Linked DNA regions of Mus musculus: all the other regions are linked to region 3. Evidence: chromatin contacts called from public promoter capture Hi-C data. All regions are on one chromosome and are shown on one strand. Each heading gives the region's core, a stretch centred on a gene start, on an enhancer-like site or on the middle of the called end of the contact. The rest is flanking DNA. Distances are from core to core; before and after follow the strand shown. Region 1 holds the start of Pdzd4 (PDZ domain containing 4). Region 2 holds the start of Ssr4 (signal sequence receptor, delta). Region 3 holds the start of Taz (tafazzin). Region 4 holds the start of L1cam (L1 cell adhesion molecule).

What was found. Promoter capture Hi-C pulls out the DNA fragments that hold promoters and counts their contacts. Capture Hi-C pulls out chosen DNA fragments and counts their contacts.
Region 1: a promoter capture Hi-C map of hippocampal neurons shows a contact between it and region 3, with 3 times the contacts expected there. The contact joins the promoter of Pdzd4 here to the promoter of Taz in region 3. A contact is called at or near these places in 2 of 39 promoter capture datasets (hippocampal neurons and liver) and 1 of 484 Hi-C or Micro-C datasets (embryonic stem cells).
Region 2: a promoter capture Hi-C map of adipose tissue shows a contact between it and region 3. The contact joins the promoter of Ssr4 here to the promoter of Taz in region 3. A contact is called at or near these places in 5 of 39 promoter capture datasets (the SN4741 cell line, hippocampal neurons, liver and 1 more), 10 of 115 datasets of contacts at active chromatin or transcription factors (astrocytes, double positive thymocytes, effector CD8 T cells and 7 more) and 2 of 9 other capture datasets (adipose tissue and liver).
Region 4: a contact with region 3 is called in a promoter capture Hi-C map of hippocampal neurons, with 4 times the contacts expected there. The contact joins the promoter of L1cam here to the promoter of Taz in region 3. A contact is called at or near these places in 4 of 39 promoter capture datasets (hippocampal neurons, liver, neutrophils and 1 more).

The regions. Positions count from the first base shown.
Region 1 is chrX:73,823,489-73,826,372 of GRCm38.p6, reverse strand. It overlaps Pdzd4 (PDZ domain containing 4), which reads left to right and starts at 1,404. Exons shown (of 8, transcript NM_001029868.2): 1 at 1,404-2,091. The coding sequence starts at 2,032.
Region 2 is chrX:73,785,748-73,788,447 of GRCm38.p6, reverse strand. It overlaps Ssr4 (signal sequence receptor, delta), which reads right to left and starts at 1,425. Exons shown (of 6, transcript NM_001166480.2): 1 at 1,142-1,425. The coding sequence starts at 1,208. It overlaps Idh3g (isocitrate dehydrogenase 3 (NAD+), gamma), which reads left to right and starts at 1,551. Exons shown (of 13, transcript NM_008323.1): 1 at 1,551-1,673. The coding sequence starts at 1,593.
Region 3 is chrX:74,281,185-74,284,028 of GRCm38.p6, reverse strand. It overlaps Taz (tafazzin), which reads right to left and starts at 1,311. Exons shown (of 10, transcript NM_181516.6): 1 at 913-1,311; 2 at 629-757; 3 at 336-381; 4 at 12-97. The coding sequence starts at 1,021. Dnase1l1 (deoxyribonuclease 1-like 1) reads left to right here and starts at 2,403. Exons shown (of 8, transcript NM_027109.3): 1 at 2,403-2,508.
Region 4 is chrX:73,879,350-73,882,088 of GRCm38.p6, reverse strand. L1cam (L1 cell adhesion molecule) reads left to right here and starts at 1,255. Exons shown (of 29, transcript NM_008478.3): 1 at 1,255-1,395.

The sequences.
Region 1 (2,884 bases), core at 155-2,654, 460 kb after region 3:
ATAGAGAAACCCTGTCTTGAAAAAAGAAAGAAAGAAAGAAAGAAAGAAAGAAAGAAAGAAAGAAAGAAAGGAAGGAAGAAAGGAAGGAAGGAAGGAAGGAAGGAAGGAAGGAAGGAAGGAAGGAAGAAAGACTTGTGCTAAGTTCTGTGGGCTAGGCTGGGGGAAAATGTTTTTGATGACTGGTCAGGACCTTGGTGAAATACATACAATTAGAAGGTAAAAAGATTTGGAGAGGATATTTCTAAGAGACTGCTCTTGAAGTAAGGTGATCTAGATCTTATGCTGTAGGCATGAGGAAGCTCAAATTACAGGGCAGAGGGGGCTGTTGTGGCAGTAACCATGGTGGAAGGACTAGGGTCCATCTCCTCTCCCCGGGGCTGATCTAAACACAGTGCCTCCCATCCACAGACATTTGTACTGAGCTCTCAAAAAGGGTATTCCTCAGGAAGATCTACTGGTCATCTCCTGAAAGGCTCAAGTTTTGCTTTCTGGGAAAGACAGTTTATAAGCACTCATACTTCCTTTCTGGATTTCAGGTTATTCCTATTTCTGTCTTTTGAACCAAAGTGGGGGTGGAAAGGAAAAGTATTGAAGCAGCCTCCCCCAATACTGTTAATTAAACATTTCTATGCTGTTATAAATCCCCTCACTCGCCAGAGCCTGGAGATAAAGACCAGACAATTTTATCAAAGGATCTTCTGCAGGTAAGAGGGCTAAGCAGCTCTCTCAGGCAGCCTCTGGGAACCTAGCTTTCAATCGGTCATTGTTATCTAGCCAAAGGCCATCTTTTCCTCTGGTTTATCAAGAAGAGGGGCAGCCTGTGGGAGGGAAGAGGCTAAAGGAGAAGTGTGAGGAGGGAAGGCTGGAACTGAGAAACAGACAGCGGTTTCAGTGCAAGCAAGGGGGGTGCCCATAAAGGCCCCAAAGAATGAGGCTTCTCTGTAGTTCTCTTGCCACCTACAGCACCCCCACGTTTTTCTTCTAAACAAAGGTATCCGTTTCAGAGATAGCAAGGGAATGGCTCAGTTAAAGCAGGGAACCAGTCTTTAAAGAGAGACAGAGGAAGGAGTACAGACATTGGGGCTGATACATTTAGAACCTGGGAAAGGGGTGAAATAGCCTCTCCTTGAGACCAAGGCCCTGAACTCTCTTCAGGAGTCCAGGGAAGCTTCTTCTTCAGACAGGATCCTCTTTTCTCAGGGACACACCTAGCAGACAGGTCCACTAGACACCTCGCCCTCGGACATTGGCATTATCTGGTCTCAGGGACTCAGGCCCCGCCCTCAGCTCCCTGCGCCGACTCCTGAGGCCCCCTGCCGCTCCCGCCCGCACCCAGCCTCTGCTTCTCCCACGCGCGTGCGCCCCTTCTCCGCACACCTCCCCCGCTGTTGCTGCGGGCGCGCGCGCGCGCGTTCCGGTGTTCCAGGCAGGAGCTGGAGACAAGCGACCGGCTGTGGGCCAGGCTCTGAGAGAGCGCCGTGAGCTAGAGAAGCGGGACCCTGCGAGGCTACAGCTGGCGTGGGCCTGGCCGCCTCTCCGTCGGCGGGCCGGGCCACGTCGCCAAGCCCAGAGGCTGGACTCCCGGGGCTGATGGCCATGGGCGGGAGCTGGAGACGACAGCGGCAAAGGCAGCGGCAGCGGCCGGCCCCGCGGGCGGGGAGCCGTGTGGCCCACGGCCCCTGACAGCCCCTGACGGCCCCGGCGGGCAGGCGCGCTCCCGCGCCTCCTGGGGTGGGGGGGCCGTAGCCAGGCAACGCCCGGCGCGCCCGCCCATCCCCCGCCGCCCTTTTTTTCCCCTGGCTGGGTGCGAAGGAGCATGCCTGTGTCTGGCCTCGGCCAGCAAAGAGTTAAGTCGAGAGGCTTGGAGCTGCCTTCCTCTTGGGGGCGTGCCCCCCTCCCCCGCTAGGCGGCTCGGCCCCCCGGGGTAAGGTATGGCCCCGGGCCCAGGCCCGGGACCCGTGGTCCCACGCACTGGCCAGTGAAAGATACCTTCCTCTTCCCGCTCTCCTCTTTCCCTCGCCGGCCAGCATCATGGGATGTAATATGTGTGTGGTCCAGAAACCGGAGGAGCAGTACAAAGTGATGCTTCAGGTAGGGCGCCTGGGCTGCTGGGGAGAGGGTCGCAGCCGGACCTAGGAAAACTGTAAACCCCGAGGGGGAGGGCCAGGTAGAGTCAAGAAAGGCAGGTGTGGGAGGGCGAGAGGGCTCGAGAGAAAAAGGTAGGGAGCTGATCTCGCCCTCAGATTATGGGTTGCTGGGTGCTGGCGCCCTGTGGGAACCATCCAGGGATGGAAGGAACTGGGTGAAGAAGATATGTAGGTGTTCAAGGCACATCACCTGGCACTCCGAGTGCGTAACGACCACTAACCATGTGTCCAGATCAGCCCAGGTGGGAAGTTAAGATTCTGTCCCGGGACAGTGAGGCGCTCAGTGGCCCGCGCGGGATGGAGGTTGCATAGCAACGGTCTGGATTCCCGGCACATGGTCCCAGGGTTGGAGCCTGACCCAAAGAAGCAGTGAAGTGCCTGCGGGACAGAGGCCGAATCCCGGGCCTGGCAGGCCAGATTTAAAACGTCGTCAATGGAGCTGGGTTTGAGTACCCATTTTCCCATCCACTCTCTAGACTAAGTCACGACTGTCGATTTCAGGGCCTCAGGCATTTTGGGTGAGTGGGTGACGCGGGGATCGATCGGTGGTGCCCAGCACGTGCTCTGCCTGTTGGCATCCGCTTTGGCCTGTTGGGCCTTGAGGACAAGGAGGGTGTTGAGAGCGACGCGTGCGGGGCGGCAGGAGATACCCTGCTGCCCGCTTGCACCTTGAGCCACCTTCTCAGCCACGAGTGGGGTTTCCTTGCCTGTGCGTGGCGTGACTACGTGAGTGCGTG
Region 2 (2,700 bases), core at 176-2,675, 500 kb after region 3:
TTCAATAGCCTACTGAAAGCATTCTGCAGACACTAAATGGGGTGTTGTTAACACACAGGGACTTTCAAGATAAGGGTCTCTAGACCCATCCAGGTGACAGAATGTCAAGACTGGTTCTAGTGTTTCCTGAGAGAAGTAAATTCTGGGCCCAAACACCAAACCTGCCCCTGTAAACTAAACACCCCTGAGGAAAAGTTTTCATCCAACTCTTCTCCAAATGTGATGTCTTGAAAGAATGACCGATTAAGCTAGAGAAGACCTTGTACCGGCATAAATGGCAGGAGGAAAATGCCTGGGAATGGCTCTCAAGGCCATATTCCACCAACCCTTCTGTGACCTGCTCAGCTGGGCCTTTCCCTGTAGACACTATGGAACCCCTAATAGATGTTACAGCCAGGTTTGTCTTTTTAAGACACTGCTAGCAACAGACTGAAGGATTCTCTGAGGGGTGGGTAGAAGGGATGGCCAGAGGCTACCTGTATGTACAGAAACCAAATCGTCCTTAGTTCAGGCTCTCAGGTCTGAGGTGCTAACATCTTTCAAAACACATGCCGGCACTCCAGATTGAGCTCAGCCCCACTACCACGTTACAGATGTCTCACAAATATCAACGGGTCTGTGCACGGTTCAATTTTGCTATGAACTTTGGGGTGGGATATACCAAGGCGTCACAAAAAGTCGAGGCTCTGGGCACTAAAAGCCCTTGCTCACTTCATCGGTTCCCTATCTAACTCGCCTAGTGCCCTTACTCTGATCTGCCTCCCTCTCTTAGGTTTCTCTTGGGGAAGCCTGGCCTATGCAGCATTGGTTCGTAGCTGCCAGCACTGCTCTTGTGCGACTACCTTTTGACACAGGAACCAGGGACATACATATCACCTTCCCTGCTGGAGCTGGTGGTCGGAGCATGGTACTGCTTTGGGGGTTCTCCCAAAAGCAGACAAGGAAGCAACCTGGCTGTCGGGTAAACGTGTGTGTGGTGCTTTGGTCGCCACGACACAACACCCATCGGGGGAAGATCCCGTCAGTAGCGACGAGCCCCGGGAAGGGCCAGATCCCCACCTCGCGCACACCCTTCCTCCCCCCAGCACCACCTGCCAACAGCAGGGGCGCGCCCCGAAACAAGCTCCGGCCAGGCCGCTACCTGAGCAGCAAGATAGGCCAGACAGCAGGAGTAGTGCCAGGGCGCCGAAAGATGCCATCGCCGCCATCGCCTCTTCTCTTCCGAGGGGAAAAGAGAGCAAGCCACCCTGGACATGCGGAGCAGACGAGGAAGCGCGACGCGTAAGCGGCCTCAGCACCCAATCGTGCGTCGGCGGGCTGGGTCGGGCATGGTGACGTCGCTGGCGGCACTGACGTGTCCGCTTCCCTAGCCAGGGTCCCAACCGGTCGCACTTCCCTCCTTCTCAGCCTTCCCCTCCCCAAGATGGCGGAACAGTGCTCTAGGCACCGGAAGGGGGCGTAAGAACCGGTGTGACTGTGCGCGTGCGTAATGCTAGCGTTTTCTCAACCCATACCCCGGATTTCTCGCTGTCCCCAACTGTCGCGAGAACGGTGCTTAATGTTTTGACCTGTAGAGGTCCTCACTTTTCGTCATGGCGCTGAAGGTGGCGATAGCTGCTGGCGGTGCTGCAAAGGCAATGCTCAAGCCAACTCTCCTCTGCCGTCCTTGGGAGGTGAGTGGTGAATGGGCGGTGGGACATTTGCAGGCTTACAGAGGGACTTAACACCCAATTGAGACCCGGAGTCGGGTAACGGCTCTTTGAGCAAACACGGAATTCGATTGGCTGTGCGAGCCATAGGAGGGGCGGGGAGAGGGCTGCACTCTGGGGTTCACTGGTTGCTTCTGCTGTCCGTGAGGCGGTTGGCCGAAATTGACTCTGATCTGGCTCCTCTGTGCCTTCCTCCGGAAGGGTTGGGAAGGTAGACCGCAGTAGCTAGGTGTCCCCTCCGTAGTGTCCTTGTGGAAGCCCTTTTGAAGAGGCCACGTGTCCTGGCCCACCTTGCATGTACCATCTAAGCCTGTTTCTGGACTCAGTTCCTCCTTGGTTTTCCCTCTCTTAGACTGCTTTGCCCTAGTGGAGGTGGAAAATCAGACTTTATCAGTATCTCTCTCGCTGTGTGTCTCTCGCTGTGTCCCCGCGTTCCCTCTCCCGGTTTCTCTCTGTCTCGTCGAACACGCGGTTTCTCTCTGTAGCCTGGAACTCACACTGTAGACCAGGCTGGCCTTGAATTCAGAAATCCTCCTGCCTCTGTCTCCCAAGTGCTGGGATTAATTAAAGGCATGCACCGCCGCCATCTGGCTATCCATAATCCTTGATCCCTCCAGATCTTCCGCCTACCAAGCACCTAGATACTTGATTCTAACCAAAAGGCCAACAAACAAGCCCAAACCCCTGTAATGAGAGTGAACCAGGGTTCTAAGACTGGAAGCTTCTAGGGCTTTGCTTTCCTGGTTCTTTCTTTGGAGTCTTGGTTAGCTGGTTTAGCTCCTGGGTAGCACTGCTTAGCACCAGAAAACCAACAACTAGCTCTGGGGAATAAGAGCTATGACCTCTAGGCCTTGCTCTTCCACTGACCTAGAATATGGCATTAGGCCAGCTCTCTTTTCTCTCTGGGTTCCAGTGAGGAGAGAGGACTTTATGTTCTCAAAGCATTTGCTGACTCTGACCTTCCAGAATGCCATGGGGTTTTTTGTTGTTG
Region 3 (2,844 bases), core at 62-2,561:
GAGCAGCTCACCTCGACACACAGGCACACATTTGCCCAAGCTGAAGAAATGGGAGTGCAGCTCCTTGGTGAAGCAGATGTCTGCAGCTGCTGGGGTCCTAGAGCAGCAATAGACCCAATCATCCCTGCCTCCAAGACTTCCCATTGCTTGTCCCCAACTCTCCCCACCCAATATAATGCCTGCCATCACTGCCATACAGAATGAAGCTCCAAGAGAAGGCCCTAAGGAGCCCCACCCATGCCCTTCCTGGAAGGCTGGATGCCAACTCCTGAGCAGAGAAAGGCAAATCTGGGCAGAAATGGATGGGTCACTTCAAGGGGCCCATTCCTCCTCACCAACGCATCAACTTCAGGTTCCAGATGTGGCGGAGTTTTAGGATCCCTGTGAAAAAGTAAAGTCCTTGATGTGACATGGCTACTTCCACACTCCTTTTAAATTTCTGATATCCTGTCTAAATCACATTCCCTGGAGGAATCCTAAGGGGGACACACAAAACTTCCAGCAGTTAGGCAGTATATCCCCCAAACAAGGTAAAGTTTTTCAAAAGAGCCTGGTGGGAAGTCAATCTGTCTTTGGTGGGGGCCTGTTCTTGTTTTGCCTCCCTGAACCCAGCACACTGGCACCATACCCCAGAGATGAGGGTCATCCATGCAAGACTGGTGGTTGGAGACGGTGATAAGGGGGGTGGCAGGGCCTCGGTTCTCAATGAGCTCATACAGCACTTCCTTGTTGTGCACGGTGAGGTGGTTCATGTACTCTGGGAAGAGAAGTCAGTCCCAAGCTCTAGGTCATTTCCACCTGCCCGAGGCTTCTTACTGTGCCAGAAAAGCCCCTGCCATATTCCCAGTCCGAAAACCCCCAGCCAGGCCAGAGGCCTGTGAACAGACTCTGCCTTGGCCTTTTGCCACTCACTGGTCCAGAAGCAGCTGTAGGTGCCAACTAGGCCCATGACGACGCTGCTGGCTAGAGTCCAGGTGAGCCGGGGCACCGCGGGGAATGGCCACTTCACATGGAGGGGCATCTCCTCCGGCTCCGGCCCCGCCCCCGGAGCCCAGAGTTCCTCTTGCCCCAGGCCAGCCGATGTCCTCTACCACTCAGGAGAAGGATCTCCAACAGACTGGCAGAGGACTAGACTAAGGTCACCTGGTGGAACAGCTCAGCACCTCCCTAGCACTGTTCTCTGGATAGAGAAGAGCCGCTGCTCAGGCGACGAGACGGGACTGCTGTACAAAGCAATGCGCACTAGAAACCAAGTCTTGACGGCCTCACTCGACGAATCAGCCGGAAAGCAACTCGAGGAAGCGTCCTTGCCTGTTGTCGCAAAACATGCCTAGGTTGCTTGACGGCTGCCAGGGCGGGTCTACGCCAGCCTCGCTCCGGCCCCTCCCCCGTCAAGGTTTTGGCTCCAAACCGCCTTAAGCAGTGCTGCGTCTCTTTGATTCCATAATTCTAGTGTCTACAGGCGACATTAGCTACACAGCACCATTACCTGAAGCTACGCAAGTCGTAGGCTGGTGGAAACTTTTTACTTGTTCTCTTTCCCTGTCCCACCCGATGTGTATCCGGTTATGCATGCTTCTGAAGGCTCACACAGAGACCGGAAAAGGGCATCGGGTGTCCGCGTCTATTATTCTCTGCCTTTTATTGTACTATTTCTCCCAGTGATCTGGGGGTTGGGGCATTTGGTTATCTCCACGATAGAGCATTTGCCTAGTATTCATGTGGTACCAGAACTAACAAATTTCTGCCATGAGGCATTTTTCTAAACTGCCACTCCAGTGGGGACCTGAACAGGTCAGTCGCGCTACCCATCCTGTGCATAAGGTCCTTTGCTTTGGGTTTTCTGAGCAGTCGTCACACAGGCAAACTTAATTTGGGAGTGCGCACCAACATTGTGGTTCAGGGCCTGAGGACCCTGAGAGAAGACTGCCTCTGCTCTGCTCTTTGCTGCAGGGGAACTGGCCAAAGAATGAGCAAGCCTACCTCACCTTTTTCCCTAGGTCCAGGTAACTGTTCAATGATAGACTGCTGCTTCTTGGCACGGGTGATAGTAGGCATGTTTGCGACAACAAGCAAGGACGCTTCCTCGACTTGCTTTCAGGCGGATTCGTCGAGCAGAGGCCGCCAGCTCCCCAAGTTGCTATTCGCTTGGCAAAAGAAACACCCATCATGGGCGGGGTGGGCCAGCAGGTAGCCAGTTCTCAGGCACAGCCTACTGGACAGGGATGTGGAGCTCAGCCTTGCTTATGGCCCGCCCCTTTGGGTGGGTCTGGAAACCAGCTCCTGGGCTGAAGGGTGGCGCTCAGCCTTGCTACTTGGGACGGGAAAGTTGTGGAGCCGGCCCCTTTGGGTGTGTCTGGAAACCCGCGCCTCTTCTTCCCATTTCCCCCCCACACACACCCAACTGCGCGTCCTTACCCGCCTTGGCTGGAGCTGCGATTCTGTGGAGTGGAATGTTTTATTCGGTTCAACGCTGAGGCAGGCGTGGGGCCGACTTGGGCTGTGGAGGTATGAGAATCCTGCGGGTAGGGAAAGGGAGGAGGTTGTCTCTACTGGGGAGGAACTTCAGAAGGAAAGGGAATTTCAAGCTAAAGCTGTCTTTGGAAGACTAGGAAGCATTATGCTGAGGCCAGGAACAGTTATTCTTTCTGGTTCATCCTCAGAGTCCTAGTGGTCTCAGTCTCCAAATATAGCTTGGCCAGTGCAGAACTGCCCCAGTGCTCACATGTATTCCAAAACAGACACCCCAGTGCAAGGAGACCAAAATAAGTATGAGTGACAGAACAGGTGACCAGAGAGAAACAAATATCAAGGCCAGCTAGGAAGATACTGTGGCAGAAACAC
Region 4 (2,739 bases), core at 6-2,505, 400 kb after region 3:
CCATCTGAGCCAAGTGGCAGGCCTGTAGAAGGAGTAGTGGCCTCTGAGCTCTTTGCTTAAGCCTCCACTTCATTCAGATGACTCTTCCTAAAGACTCCATGGTACACTTTGGATGTCTGGAAAGACATCCAGACTTTCACAGAGTGCTAGCAGGCATCCCCAAGTTTTTCTTTCATGGGAAGGAAGCTGGCAGGAGGTGATCATATGAGAAGGGAAACCAGGCCAGAGTGCCAAAAGTGTTTTCATGGGATCAGGGCATTGCACCACTGGGGGAGTGTTGGCAGGCTGAGCAGAGGACCTACAGAATGCTTCACTGAGTAACAGGCATGCTCATAAAAATACCATACCTACCAGGGCTGCAATCTGCCATCTGGGCCCTAGGCCTTCCTTGCCCTGCAGCTTCAGCTAGCTGGACTCACTTTGGAATTCCAGCCCCCTCTGCTTCGCCTCGCTTGGGAGGTCACAGCCCTAAGCCTGGGAGGGGGCGCCACTGGGAAAATCTCCTTTCCATAAGCTTTCCCCATAGGGCTGTAAGCGAGAGTAGGTCGACCAGGAAAGGTCAGAAAGAGGCCAATCCCGAGGACAAAGAAATAAGGCACTGAGCAGGAGGGAAGTGGGAGGAAGATCAGAAGTAGGGGGTTTCAGGTTGAAGGGCGCTCTCTCTGAGAACTTTCCCTTCTAGCCTAATCTGGGACCTAGTGTTTAGGAGGGACTGTATGGTGTGCCTCGCCACACCTCCTTCGCAGGCTGGGGACTCAGGTTCAGGCGTACATCCCTGAAGAGCCCTGGCTTAGCGTCGTGGCTGGGCAGGGGTTCCAAGAGGCGCTCTGCCCTGAGAGTGCGGATACATTCAAACACATGACCAGGGCGCGGCCCGGACCTAATGGTATATGAATGCCCATTACTAGCCAGAGCCCTCGAAGGCCAAGTGGAGGCGAGGTAATCTGGTTCCCAGTCTGGATCCTCTCCCCACTGTCCAGCCCCGAGATCCCGAGAATACTTCTGCAAATGACTTCCAATATAAGCCTCAAGGGCGGCGGGGATCCTTGATAGTGAGGTTGGGGGTCACTCTCATCTCGGGGATACTGGGACTGCTGGAGCTCCTGAAGAGGACCCCCCCCCCCCACGAGGTCCCTATCACGCGCGGGGCTCTGCGGCCAGGTTCAGATGAAACAAGGAACGAGGGTGTGGCGAGGCGGGGCCTGCTGCGGGGGAGGTGATCTCACTACCTCCCCCTCCCTCTTCCTCCCCCACTTCCCCGCGCACGCTGCCCCGCCCGCCGCCGCCGCCGCCGCAGCAGCAGCAGCAGCAACATCGCGTCGGCAGCGGCATCGCTGGGTGGCAGGTCCGAGGTCGGCGTGCACAGAGACTGAGCTGGCAACCTGATCGGCGCAGGTAAGGTGGGCTGGTTTGTCCCCTTGACCGCAGCAGCGACCATCTACGTTCCAGACCCAGCCCGCCTCAGGCTCAGAGGGAGTGGGTTTCGTGCCTCCTCGGTAGGAAGGCTGGAGCCCCACCCATGCATGCTAGGCACCGAGCTCTGAGCCCTGCGATCTGGAATGGGGTTGGAGAAAGTGGCTAGGTGCCAGAGCTCGACAGGTGAGGGGTAACTGGGCGGCTCCCCAAATGCATGCTTAGGGAGGGGCACAGGAGTGGTCAGGCAGGTTCTGTATGGGCAAGTGGAGCTGAAGTTGGCATATCCCTGTGGGTGTATGCGTGTGAGGAAGGAAATGTGAACCCAGCAGAACGTCCATCTAACCCAGTCGACCGCTGTGGGGTGTGGCTCTGGGCGTGGCTGTTCCTCATCCCCATCTAAAGTCCTGATTGCGGCTGGGGTGGGGGAGAAGCCAGTGTCTAGCATGGTGTGGGGGAGATTGAGCGAAGCTCCTCCGGTAATGGGAGGAGGAGAAGGATCAGGGATGGATGGGCGCTGCCTGCCCCTCCACCCCAAAGTGGGGAGGGGGCTTTGTTCTTCACCTCCTCCTTTCCAAATTCCCTCCGGGGATCCCCTCAAATGCACTGCAAAACCAGTCTCCTCTCAGGCACAGAACCTCCCTTAGGTTCTTTGGCCAATAAAGACTACACTAAGAGAGATGGTTTTGGGCACTCACTGATGTGCCTGTGGATGCACATGGGTGTGGACCATGGGTCCATCAGGTAAAAATAAGGGAAGAAGGGCCTCATTGGCTTAGGACAAGGGACTTCTGGAAGCAAGGTGCCTGGGACTCTTTCTGTAGAGACTGGAGCGATTTTAGACATTGTTTTATACTCTGTTTAATTATGGGAGGAGGGACGTTTCCATACCTTATTCCCTTCTATCTGGTTCAGAGTTTTAGGGTGTTGATTGATAGGAAATGAAAAGAATAACAGATATAGCCCACTGCTCCTCCTGATCTAGTGTCTATAACCCCTATCCATCTGTCTCAGGGAGGCAGGACCACCATCTGTCTGGGGGCCTGGCACCCCTTTCAGGTAGATGTCTTGATCCTGATTAATGCAACTCCAGTGGTAGCGGTTACTAGCAGCCCAGTGTTGTCTTTGCTGACTCACATGGCCCTTGTGGTGAATAGATCCAGCAGCCTTTCTTCCCACCTTTATGGTCCTTTAGTAGGGTGGCTAGGGTGGGGCTTGCCCAAGGCCTCAGCTCTGATGGACCCCTTGCTGCAGATGGTGGGACTTGACAACCCTAGCTTCTTACCTAGCCCAACATCTACGCAGCACTGTATATACTTGCTTACC